3 separate regions of the Ovis aries genome follow, and all the other regions are linked to region 1. A link is a contact called in public Hi-C data. All regions are on one chromosome and are shown on one strand. The core of a region is the stretch at or near the end of the contact, and the rest is flanking DNA. Distances in the headings are between cores, read along the strand shown.

Region 1 (4,347 bases), core at 424-2,923:
CATGAACTCTTAGTTTCAGCACGTAGTAGGATCTAGTTCCCTGACCAGGGGTGATCGAACCTGGGCTCCCTGCATTGGGAGCGCTTGAGTCTTATCCACTGGACTACCAAGGAAGTACCTGATATTTTTATAAACTCCTCAGAGGGTTATAAAGAGCAGCCAGGATTGAGAACCCCTGGATTAGGCCTTCTACTTTAAGTTTGACCGAACTCTCTGCATAGTACTGACAAAGACTCTCACGTGCAATCCTTAAAGCAGTTGATTCTTTTTTAAAAATAAATTATTTTATCAAAAATTATACAATGTATGCAAATAGTTTAAAGTCCAGAAAGTCAAATGGCGCTGAGGCTTACGACTAAAATTTAGCAGTCCCCATTCTCTCCATCCCCCAGTTCTTCCTGCATTTTTGACTCTTTAAATTATTTGTAGAGCATTCACACACCTTCAGTTCTCCAAATGTTAACATACTCGTATCTCTTGCTTCATCAAAAACGAATTAACTGGGACTTCCCTGGTGGTTCAGTAGTTAAGAACCTGCCTTTCAGGAAATGTGGGTTCGATCTCTGGTTTGGGAACTAAGATCCCACATTCTTTGGGGCAACTCAGTCTTCGCCCCGCAACTACTGAGCCCGTGGGCCACAACTAGAGAGTCCATTGCGCTGCAGTGAAGGATTCCGCATGACGCAACTAAGAACCGATGCAGCCAAAAATAAACCCAAAAAATGAAAACAGAAAACTAACTAATTGTGGAATTTTTTTTTCTCCCACTTAAAAGTACCCTGAAGCCCCCAAGGAAAGGCAAACAGAAGTAGGTAGTTGGAGCAACAGGAGGCAGAGGAAGCTTCTGTTCAATCCAGGGAAAGGAGAGCTGACGACTGTCAGGTTCAGACTGGCTGCCTTGGTGACCCAAGCAGTTCAGAGAGGCAGCTAAGAGCACTTTTCTAAGCCCCACCCACCTGCTCTCCCGCCTCTTGGAAAGCTGATGGGCTTTATCTGAAATGATAGCCAAAAGCATATATCCACACTTTCTCCTGGACTTACGCTTGGAGAGCACCCTACTCCACCTCCAAAATAAGCCAGTGAGGCGGGGGTGGGTTAGAAACACTGGAAGATGGACTTAAAACGAAGGATGCATTCGACGAGTAAGTTAGAGTGTTATCCTGGGAAGCCCTAAAAATTAGTTTGGCTTGAAGACTTCAGGGACGCCCTGGAGATACATTAGCAGGGATGTCACAAAATCAGTTCTGTATGTAAGGAGCACCTCTGTGACTGTTGGCTTCCCTGGTGGCTCAGGTGATAAAAGCATTTGCTTGCAATGCGGGAGAAACGGTTTCGATCCCTGGGTTGGGAAGATCCCCTGGAGAAAGAAACGGCAACCCACTCCAGTTCTCTTGCCTGGAAAATTCCATGGATGGAGGAGTCTCGTAGGCTACAGTCTATGGGGTCGCAAAGAGTCGGAGACGACTGAGCGACTTCACTTTCACTTTCACTTTTCTGTGGCTGGACAAGATGAAAGCTGGATTGGATTAGAAAACTCAGAGGCAAAGGACCCATCATAAGTCCCAGGGAAGAAGTGGAGGGGAGTGGGGAAGACCAGTGACCCCGCAAATGGAGGCCCAGTGCCAGGAGGCAGTTCTGTGGCTCCATGCTATTCTGACCGAGCCTTGATGTCCTCGCTTGTGACAGATGAAAGGGCGAAGCTGCCACCTGCTGGGGAGCAGGGAGACTCTGCTCTCTGTCCCTTCCTATACTGTTTGAAATAATTTTCAGAAGGTTGCCCTCTTTTCATAAAGCAGGTAGAGGTGTTTGATGGCTTTCGAGGCAAAACAGAGCTTATGAACTTCCTCTGACAGGGCATACTCCGGACTGAGCCCAAACACAATATTCCTCTCCAGGCCTGAAAACTGCTGAATACTGTCTAAAACAATGTGACCATCCAGAACACCAGAGGCCTGGCTGAACACAACCTTTGTGGGTCCACAGGTCTCAAATAATTCCATTGCTCTTAGCAGTGCAAGCTCATAGCGTCCTCTGTCCTCTGCTCTCCTGCACAGAATTGCTATGTCTCTGGGCAGATAGCCACACTGGAACAGGTGGTGACATCTTTCTGCCACGTGTCTCGCAATTTCTTCTGTGGTCAAGTTAGTCTCTGTCTCACACACCCCAGGCAAAGCCTGGGCACGCATTGCTTCTTCATACGAAGCTTCCCTGAACGCCGCCAGTGTGTCTGGAGACACGCTGGGGTGAGGGTTTTCCTTGATCCTCTTCATTTCTTCTTTCATGAGCATCGCTATTTCCAGAGCACAGTGGATCCCGCTGGTGATTGTTTTCCGAGGAAACTGAGCAGATGGAGGCGGAAGGCCGTTGCCATCTCCATGATGGACTTGGAAAGGGTCCAGAAAAAGCCAGAGAATCCCATGGTGTGGGTTTTCACTTCCAGCACCCCTCACCTTTGGGTGGGTGATGCTCTTGGCCTTCATGTACCAGTCACCATATTTACTGCAGAAATGCTCAGTTTCATCCATCACTATGTGCTTGATCTTTGGGAACTCCCCTCCCATGAAGGTTTTCCGGGTCACAGCTCGGCAGGTCGTTTGCTGGCTGTAAGGAGGAAGGAGAGAATAGGGCTTCAGGCATAAAAATGAAAGGAACGCCATGCATTTATGACTCTCTGGATTGGCATTCAAGACTGGCTCTCATCCAGAAGCTGATTCACTGATTCAGCAGTGTCCTGAATACTACAAAAATGCTCTTCTTACAAGGCTCCTGACATCAATTGTTGTTTAGTCACTAAGTCAGGCTTCCCAGGTGGCACTAGTGGTAAAGAACCTGCCTGCCAATACAGGAGATGTAAGAGATGGGGGTTCCATCCCTGGGTCGGGAAAGATCCCCTGGAGGAGGGCATGGCAATCCCCTCCAGTATTCTTGCCTGGAGAATCCTTTGGACAGAGGAGCCTAGTGGGCTATAGTCCATAGGGTCTCATGGAGTTGGACACGACTGAAGTGACTTAGCATGCACGCACAGTCGCTAAGTCACGTCCAGCTCTTTTGCGACCCCATGGACTATAGCCTGCTGGGCTCCTCTGTCCATGGGATTTCCAGGCAAGAATACTGGAGTGGGTTGCCATTTCCTTTTTCAGGGGATCTTCCTGACCCAGGAGTCAAACTCGTGTCTCCTGCTTGGCAGACAGATTCTTTACCACTGAGCTACCTAGAAAGCCTGACAGAATGCATATTGCAAACCCTAATCCTTGGAGCTATCAAGTTAAATCAGCATGTGAGACTTTTAAAATGAACTCAGGTAGAAGATTTTGTTATTTCTACTACAGTCCATTTCTACTGCTTAACAATCCCTAAAGATAAATTCCTTATATCTAAGGGAAATCTCAAAATGAATTTACACTTGTTACTACTATTTCTTTACTTTCTATCTTTTTTAGAGCTGATAAGCAGTCGCCTAGAGGCATATCATAATTTTCATATGAAAAAGAAATATGGGCTCCTATAAGTTCCTCTAAAGAAAACCCTCCTTTCCCACTTATTTTTAGTACAATGCCAGAAGCCTCTCTAGATTTTGGTTAGGAAAGCGTCGAGAGGTTTCTGAGTTCCATGACGTGTCAGGATGTTAGGTAGGGTACCAAGTCTACAGGGCTATGCCTCCATGAAGCTACCATCCTACTTACTTAGCTCAATTTTCATTTATAGTATATTATATCATATAAATAGATACACATGCATATATGTACTTAAAAATTTTTAGTTGTTTATCGCCTCCTCTAATTTAGATTCAAGTCATATCACCCATCCCTACAGATTTCCTGATTTTGCACATGTAGTCCCTGGGGCTTTAATCCCTTTGTCCAGAATCACAAACCCCTGAGTCACAACTATTCAAGTTCTTTTCTTTCAGTTTGCACAGTGTAGACTTCTTGAAGAAAAGCGCTGATTCTTAGCCATCTCTGTATCCCCCTCACATTGTGCTCATCGATACTTGTTCAATTTAACTTGGCTTTTGCCTGGGGTTCTCTTAAAACTTACCTATAAAGCATAAGAAAGAACATAGCTTCAGCACAGTTTAGAAGATCCTTCATTATCTGGCATCTGCCTCCTTTCCAACTTCATCGTTTGTCACACACCCGCAGCTCCTCACTGCTCCAGGCAGACCTACCATTCTGATTCATCTCCATGCCTTTCTATTTGCTGCGTCCTTTGCCCAAAGAGCCCCCAATTAATGCACTCCTCCTATTGACCTCTTAAAAAAGAAGTCAGGATGTCCTTCATTGGAGAGTATTTGCTGACCAAACTACAGCCTAAGCTAAGTTTAAGCACATCTTTACTATCATACTA
Region 2 (4,220 bases), core at 355-2,854, 130 kb before region 1:
GGGCAAGAATTTTTAGAGATGGAAGGAGGGGTGCTACACATAGAAACGGCACAGTCAGCTCTGGCAGTCACCTGGAAACTGGTCATCAGCGGTCTGACCAGCATCATCTTGCTCAGTCCAGTTAGTCTTTAGGGTCAGTTTGTTCCTGTTTCTTTGAGGCCAGTTCTCAGAACCGTGGCAGCATTTATCACGGCCACAGTCCAGTCATCACGTAATTGACCTCTTCCACCTGGCGAGGGTTTCAGTATCTTTAAGACAGCTCACAGGATATGGCTCAGAATATTATCTGTGACCCTTGAGGAGAAACTAAACCCTTGACTTAGCTTAATGACTAAACTATTATTATTTGGTTTCATTTGACTGTTTTCCTTTGTGACTGCATTTTCTCACTTCTCTGATTAAATTTGTTGTTCGGCTAGAGTTTTTCCACAGACCAAAGGCAGGACCATAGGTCCTGCTCCATTTCAGTCAGGCTCTGTATCAGTCAGATTTAGCAGTGTAAAACAAGAAACGTAATTTATTATCTCACAATAGGACAGCAATTTGGCAGAGGTTCGGCTGGGGGGTTCTGGCTTTGGGGCTTACACATTAGCCACATGTTGTCCTGGACTACTGTCATCCGAAGGCTGGACCGGGGCTGGGAGACCTTCCAAGACGTTGCATTAAAGTGGCTGGCACATTGGTGCTCGCTCTTGGGTGGAAGCCACGGTTCCTCCCCATGTGGATCTCTGCTTATGGTAGCTGGCTTCTCTTTTCCTTTACTCCAATAATCCTCAAACTTGGAAACTGTTCAGATTTCTGGGACTCAGTAGTCTGGGTTGTGGCTCAGGAAGCTGCACGTTTTAAAAGCACTAGGGGAGTCTTGGGAGGGTGGAAACTCTCCCTTCACTCCGCTTTCCTTTCTCTATTCCAGGGGTTGACACACTTTTCCTGTAAAGGGCCAGAGAGTGCGTTTAGGTTTTATGAAACATGTAGGTCTCTAACACAATGAAAAAGAAAATAAACAAAACTACTTTAAAATGTAAAAAATGTTCTCAGCTTCCTGGATCCGGGGCCCAGCAAAGTTGGCTCAATCCCATCGTTTCTCCTGATCCCGACTTTGAGTCACTTTTAACGCTCCTCAGGGCTTCTCAGTGGTCTTTTTCTACCTCAGCTTCAGTGTTTGCAGCTAACTTGAGTCTTTCATGAAGGCCCGAGCTGAGTTCCAGTAACTATCTCCCAGCCAGTTAAGTTTGGATAGCGGTTTGCCTGTGAATGCTGCCTCTGTGGTCACCTGACACTGAGTCGGGGGGGGCGGGGGGGGGGGGGGGGTTACCACCTTCAACAAGTGGAGCCTGAGGCTGCCACCTCCCACCCCCTGGGGGTGCTTTGTCAGGAGCCAGGGGCTGGGTGGAAGTTCAGATGCCAGCTGGCATTGGTTTAAAGGGCAGACCTCAACTCCTTATTATTTTTTTAAATTATTTGTTCATGGCTTCTCCGGGTCTTCGGTGCTGCGTGCGGGCTTTCTCTAGTTCCTGCAGGCGGGGCTGCTCTCTAGCTGTGAAGCCTGGGCTCCTCCTTGTGGGGCTCCTCAGTAGTGCAGCTCTCAGGCTCGAGAGCACCAGGGCTAGTTGGGGCACAGAGGCCACAACCAGGAAGGGCTCTGGGTGCCCCAGCACCAAGCAGGAAGATGAAGCACAGGGCATGGACTCTGGGCTGGAGGGGCTCTCGGAGCTCCCAAAGCCTGCCCCTCTCCCCCAGAAGGACTCACCCACTCGCCCAGCCAGAGGCAGAGGTGGGACCGGAGCCCAGGTCTCTGACTCCTGCGCCATGCTCTCCTTTCACTTATACCCCTCTGCTTTTACACTGTGTACATCTGCCCTGATCCCCCACAACGAACAAACCTGGGCAGATCTCAGAAGGATCGGGTGTCCCCAGACAGAGGTCTTCCTGTAGAGTAGATGATAGTGGATTTTGAAAGCAACACAGAACCTTCCAGCTCTTCTAGTCCAACCCCTCCCCCTAACTCAACGGGAGAAAGTCTAGGACCAGACAGGGGAGCGGCTGGGCCAGGCGGCGTCATGATTCAGCCGCGTCAGAGAGGCAGGTGGTGTGCCAGCCACCCTGGTAGCCCTTTCTGCTGTCCTGTCCCACCAGACATCCCAGCTTCTGGGAAGCCTCTTGGCTGACAGCTCTCACCTGTCACCTCTCTTTGGGGACTTGGTTCAGCTAAGGACAGCTATTCACCTTCCCAGGGCAGCCAGCACCCAGTGGTTCGTCCCTCTCTCCAACCTGGAACAACTTTGAATGGTTTCTCAGCTCTGGAACTCTTTGCAAGCTGAGGCTTCGTCATGACTGCATCGTAGTCCAGCGCCTCCTTCCATCCAGTCCTGATTTCTTCCCTTTCCCAACAGGTGTTGATCCCGAGCTCTCTCCCTAACAAATGTCCTAAGTGTCAGTCCTCATCTGGGTGGGACTCTTGAGGAACACAATGCCTGGCACATCCGTTTTGTCATCTATCCTCATCATAACTCTGAGAAGCAGTAGTGCTATCCTCAGTGTCCAGATCAAGAGCTGAGGCTCAGAGAGGTTCAGTGACTTGCCTTAGGCCACAAAGCATATGAGTTGTGGATCTAGGATGCACAACCAAATCTGCCTGCCCCAGAATCTCCCACTCCCCTGACCACACTGGCCTTCCATTTTAGGGGCACGTTTGACCCCCAGGACATGGACAAGAACGTGATTGCCATCCAGACGGTGTCGGGGATCCTGCAGGGCCCCTTTGACCTGGGCAATCAGCTGCTGGGACTGAAAGGTGTGATGGAGATGATGGTGGCGCTGTGCGGCTCGGAGCGTGAGACGGACCAGCTGGTGGCCGTGGAGGCCCTCATCCACGCCTCCACCAAGCTCAGCCGCGCCACCTTCATCATCACCAATGGTGTGTCACTGCTCAAAGAGATCTACAAGACCACCAAAAACGAGAAGATCAAGATCCGCGCACTGGTGGTGAGTGGGCTGGGTACCAGACCCTGCACCAGGTACCAGGGATGCCAGAATGAATGGGATGTGGCCCCTGTCTTTGAGGAAACCAAGCTGTAGGCACCCAGACCCACCCACAGGCCTCTGCAGAGCAGGGTGGTAAGCAGAAGACTGTGAGAATGTGGATTCAGGATGGGAAACCATGCTGTATAATGACTGTCTCCTTAATTTTTTTTTTTACCATGGGGTATGCAGGATCTTAGTTCCCCCAACAATGATCAAATGCCCCGTGCATTGGGAGCAGAGTCTTAACCATTGGATCACCAACAAGTCCCTGCTCGACGCCATTGAATGACTCAAACACTGATGAGCCTTTGTCCAGCAAGTACTTTCAGTGCAGACTCCAAAAACTCAGTTTTCTTACTTGGTTTCTATATAGCACAGTTAAACCTATTGCATTTTTTCCCATTTTCATTATATAGAAATCACTTTCATTGACCTTTTTCTTGTCAACAATTACAGTGAAGATTTGAGTCATTGATCTGTTTTTCTTTTTTGGTTTATATCAGTTTTTAAAAAAAACTGATTTTAGCTTCTACCATTGTGAGTTTTCTCTTATGGAAGACAGACTTTTGTTTTCCCCAGCAAGAGTCCAGTTTTTCCTGGGTAAAAATCTGCACATCTGAATCTTCCCCCACCAAAGTGATTTCATGACCAGGTTTTGTGCCGTAAGTTTTATCACCGAGGTTTCTGTTGTGTTAATATTTGGGCTTCCCTAGTGGTTCAGATGGTGAAGAATCTGCCCGCAAGGCAGGAGACCCAGGTTCAATCCCTAGGTCAGGAATATCTCCTGGAGTAGGGAATGGCTACACACTCCAGTATTCTTGCCTGGAGAATTCCATGGACAGAGGAGCCTGGTGGGTACAGTTCATGGGGTTGGAAAGAGTCGGATACGACTGAGTGACTAACACTAGTATCATCCTAGTGTTTTTCAAAATGACACGACACGAAGCACCTATGGGGACAAAATAGTGAGCAGAGGGCAAGGGGTAGAGTAAAAGCCTCCAGCTTTGTGGGCATTCACTCTAACCTGGAAGCCTCAGGGAAGGCATTCTGGGAGAGGTGCCACCTGACCAGAGTTCTGTAGAATGCAGAGAGGTTGATCCAGGCAAAGCAAGGGGGCAAAATATTCCAGCCTCAGGGACGTGTCTGAGCAGGGCCTGGTCCCCAAGCCTGGTGTCTTTAATCCTACAATCCTCTCC
Region 3 (3,918 bases), core at 346-2,845, 180 kb before region 1:
ATCAGATGACCAAAATACAGGACTTTCAGCTTCAGCATCGGTCCCTCCAATGAGTATTCAGGGTTAATTTCCCTTAAGATTGACTGGTTTGATCTCCTTGCTGTCCAAGGGACTTTCAGGAGTCTTCTCCAAGCACCACAGTTTGAAGGCATCAGTTCTTCAGTGTTCCACTGTATAATCTACTACAAGTCAATGGCTGGTACTTAACCTAGTCCTGCCACACTCTCTTGCCCCATCCATCCTTAAGTGGACAGGGAGGTAGGGCCAGAGAAGAGTTGCTCTGATTTGCTGAATAATAATGAAATACTGACATCTTGTGTTTCAGTGGTTCTCAACCAGTGTAGATTTTGCCCCCAACCCACCCAGGGATCACAGCTGGAGATATTTTTGACTATCAGACAAGGGGAGAAGGGAGGTGCTACTGGCATCTAGCAGGCAGAGGCCAGGGAAGCTGCCAAATGACCTACTAAACACGCAGGACAGGTTCCCCCTACCCCAATAATTCTGCATCCCCCAAAGTTACGAGTTATGAGAAACGTTCTTACAGGGTAAGAGAACTTAGAAGTCCTGACCATCCTCAGCACTGTCTGAAAGGGCCTGCTGGCTCCAGACTCCAGCATCGAAAGCCCAGCAAGAGGAAGTCAGGTCGCCCTGCTTCTGACTGTCCCGCACGTACACACACAAACCTTCCAATGCCGGTGGACAGGATGGCCGTGGTGGTTTTCAGTTCCTCGTAGAGATCAGCGCCATTGAAAGGGAAAGCTGAGAACTGAGCCAGCAGCACTCGCCTCAAGGCGACCAGGGCCTGCGGAAGGGGCGGGGCAGCTCAGGATCCGGGCTGCAGCAGCCCCAAAGAGTTCTTAGGCAACGACCCGTCAAAGGAAGGGGCCGCCCAGGGTCTCAAACGCCGCCGTTATCAATCCTTAGGAACCCCTCTGCTCGGGGATGGGCATTTAGAGACACCCAGGTGTGGAGCGTGGAGATGATCAGCTCACCTTGTAAGACAGGCCACATTTCTGGGCGACCTCCTCCAGGTCTGCAGAAACCAGCTCCACCACTGAAAACGAAACACGTGGGGTTGATGGGCAGGGAGGGAGGCCCGGGGCGTCCGCACTCGACTTTCCCGCGCCCGCGCGTACTGGCGGAACCGTGGGACCCGGCGCGGTGGCGGGCACACGGTGGGGGGTTCTACCCTCCCAGGGGCGTGGCTCGCCCCCGCCCGCGTTTCCGGGCTCCCCGGGGGCGCAGGAGGGAGGAGAAGGGCCCCTCCGGGTGTGCCGGGGCCAGCCCTGTGGCTCGCAATGGCGCGCGCCCGCGGTCACCTGTCTTGATCCCGCCGCTTTTCAAGAGCTGGACCATGTCCTGGGTGAGGCCCGGGCACAGTCCCGCCCGGAGCACGCCCATGTTCCCTGGGGGCCTAGGGCCGCTCGTCCTAGGGGCATCCGTGGGGCCCTCTCCAGTCGTCCCCACCCCGCCCCCGGCGCCCCTTTCTGGACGGGCGAGGAATGCGGGAGGCAGCGACCGCGCGGAGAAGGCGGACCCTTCGGGAGCTCGGGCACCCAGGGCCAGCCCGCCCCGGCCACGCCGCCGCTTCCGGCTTCCAGGCGCCAGGACCCGGCCTGCGGCGCCACCTGCCGGCCGCGGCGCGGACGCGCGGGCCGGGCGGTCGGGGCGGAGACAGCTCGGGCTGCGCGAAGCCGGGCTCCCAGCGCAGAGGTCGACGCGCCCGGCTCGGAGGGTCGCGGCCCGCGTGCGCCTCCGCCTTCTCCTGGGCCACGCCCCCCGGTGCAGCTTTCGGTTCTGAACGCTGGGCCAGGACGTTCTATCGGATCGACCATCCCTACGCCCAGGGACCTACCTGTTAGCGAAAGAAGGCAGTAAAGAGCAAATCAAATAAATCAGATAATTACCGAGATTATGATGGCTGCTAAAACGCAGGAGAGCACAGAGAGGGTATCTGCTTCTCTAGTTTCCAAACAAAAGAATTTTTACGTATACAACGATAAAACCCCTGAGTGTATAGAAAACACACACACATACGAATTTTAAATGTCCTTGGCTGGACCTCATCCTCTGGAAGAAACAACTTTACAAGGTTGGCTCCGCACAGTCTAGTGAGGTGGTGGTGGTGGTGGTTTAGTCGCTAAGTCGGGTCTGACTCTTGCGACCCCATGAACTGGCGAGCCGGCCAGGCTCTTCTGTCCATGGGATTCTCCAGGCAAGAATACTGGAGTGGGTTGCCGTTTCCTTCTCCATCTAGTGAGGTAGGTGCTATGTTTATCCCTGTTTTACAGATGAGCAAAATGAGGCTCGGAGGTGAAGTCATTTGTCAAAGGCTTCACAGCCTAGGAAGCTGTGGGCAGAGCTGGACTGAAGAGCTCACGAATCCCCACCCAGGTGCAAAGCCATTGCTGTTTTAACAGCTGCCGGGTTCCTCACCCCACAAAGTTATGTGTATGTTTTCCTCCCCGTGACATGGTTTCCCTGAGAACAGAAACAACCTCTGGCCGATTTCTGTATGCCTCTGCACCACCCACTGTGGTCACTCAGTACCTGAAGACACTTGAAGTGGAGGTCAGACAATTTAGAATTCCAGCAGTAAAACCTGGGTGTGTGGGCGCTCTAAACCCCATGAGCCATCCCAGCTTTCCCGGTGCCCACACAGCTGGACACGGGGTTTGCTGCCTCCGATGTCTGGATATGAAGTCTCAGAATTCTATCGTCAAGGTGTCCCACTCCCAGGGACCCAGTCCGTCCAGTACTGCCTGCCTCCCTCCACGCCCAGGCGCCACTGTCTCACCATCCACCTTCTCCTTCCCAGGGCAGATCAGAAGGGCACAGGTGGTGAGCATTTTGAGATCTTCAGAGAAGAGCAGGGCTGCTGTAACCACGGAGCCTTAGCCCAAGTGGTGTCGTCGACTATTCTGGGGCTCTGCCCGCTCCTGACGTTGGCCCTGGGCTGCAGCAGCCCCCGGTCAGGGGGGAGCGTAGCCCCTAATTGTTACACTCTGTGATAATTATGAAGTCAGCTCATCGCACCCCCATCCCACCGCAACTAAGGGTGTGTCTGCTGCCTCCAGTTTCTCTCTGCTTCCTGTCAGCTTGGTTGTCCTGCATGGTGCCGGCTGCGGTCCCAAACAAACTCAATGGCATCAGAGACATTCTACAAAGTGGGAGATGGGGAGGAGGCCATGCTGAGGAAGGAAACCCTCAATGTCTTGAATGCGCTCAGTCAAATGCCGAAGACCTTTCCAAACCCCAAGTCAATGAACAGGACCGTCACGACCAAAGGCCTCCCACTTTCCTCGAGGGGCAGTTTGGTGAACTTCTTAGAGGAGGGTGCCATCAATCTACCGTAAGACACGAGTCTGGTCCTTTTCTGCTTTCTAAGGCCAGAGCTGGATGGGCGGAGGGGTTGAGGAGGTGGGGCGGGGGCGCCGCAGGGAAGAGGGTGTTGAAGAGGCGCCACTCCTTGACCTATCCCAGTCGAGACTCCCAGGGAGGAGCATGTAAGCAGGTTGCCTGTGGATTCCTAACCCCAAATCAGTTCTTGGAGACATGCCGGCCTCCAGCTCCGGGAAGCCTTCTGGGATTAACTGGAGATGGATTGGCGGTGCTCATCATCCTGTCTGGTCCTCACCATGAAGCCCCTCTCCTCTCGCCATGGTTCCTTTGCTCATGGAAAGGAGCCTGGTTATGTCCTCCCCCCAACCCCCAGGAGCCTGCCTGCCTTCAGACTGAGGTCTGTGTTCCTCCTCAGTGATCACGGGTTTCCTTCACTTCATTTCACAAAACTCTTTGGGCACCTACAAGGTACCTGGTCCAAGGTTAAGTTCTGGGAATGCAGAGCTGGAAAGCAGTCTCTACCTTCAAGGAGTTCCCAGCATGGGGTGTGTGTGTGTGTGTGTGTGTGTGTGT

The links. A called contact is a pair of places that touch in the nucleus more often than the background predicts.
Region 2: a Hi-C map of retroperitoneal adipose tissue shows a contact between it and region 1, with 4 times the contacts expected there. The contact joins two enhancer-like sites. A contact is called at or near these places in 12 of 16 Hi-C or Micro-C datasets (blood, liver, mesenteric adipose tissue and 4 more).
Region 3: a Hi-C map of liver shows a contact between it and region 1, with 2.2 times the contacts expected there. The contact joins the promoter of RAD51D here to the enhancer-like site in region 1. A contact is called at or near these places in 3 of 16 Hi-C or Micro-C datasets (liver, muscle and tail adipose tissue).

What each region holds. Positions count from the first base shown.
Region 1 is chr11:14,513,222-14,517,568 of ARS-UI_Ramb_v3.0, reverse strand. LOC101113085 (protein SLFN14) reads right to left here. Exons shown (of 5, transcript XM_042255407.2): 5 at 1-2,601. The coding sequence ends at 1,767. Among named protein-coding and RNA genes, the nearest start is that of PEX12, 27 kb to the right of the region's middle. Within about 2 kb of position 1,673, at least 14 of the 54 cell types and tissues checked have an H3K27ac peak or open chromatin away from gene starts, as enhancers often do. A contact at or near this core is called in liver, where this site is marked.
Region 2 is chr11:14,645,820-14,650,039 of ARS-UI_Ramb_v3.0, reverse strand. It overlaps UNC45B (unc-45 myosin chaperone B), which reads left to right. Exons shown (of 20, transcript XM_004012459.4): 10 at 2,685-2,985. Among named protein-coding and RNA genes, the nearest start is that of UNC45B, 16 kb to the left of the region's middle. Within about 2 kb of position 1,604, at least 2 of the 54 cell types and tissues checked have an H3K27ac peak or open chromatin away from gene starts, as enhancers often do.
Region 3 is chr11:14,694,561-14,698,478 of ARS-UI_Ramb_v3.0, reverse strand. It overlaps RAD51D (RAD51 paralog D), which reads right to left and starts at 1,595. Exons shown (of 9, transcript XM_042255410.2): 1 at 1,323-1,595; 2 at 996-1,057; 3 at 687-805. The coding sequence starts at 1,404. It overlaps FNDC8 (fibronectin type III domain containing 8), which reads left to right and starts at 3,147. Exons shown (of 4, transcript XM_004012462.5): 1 at 3,147-3,355. The coding sequence starts at 3,147.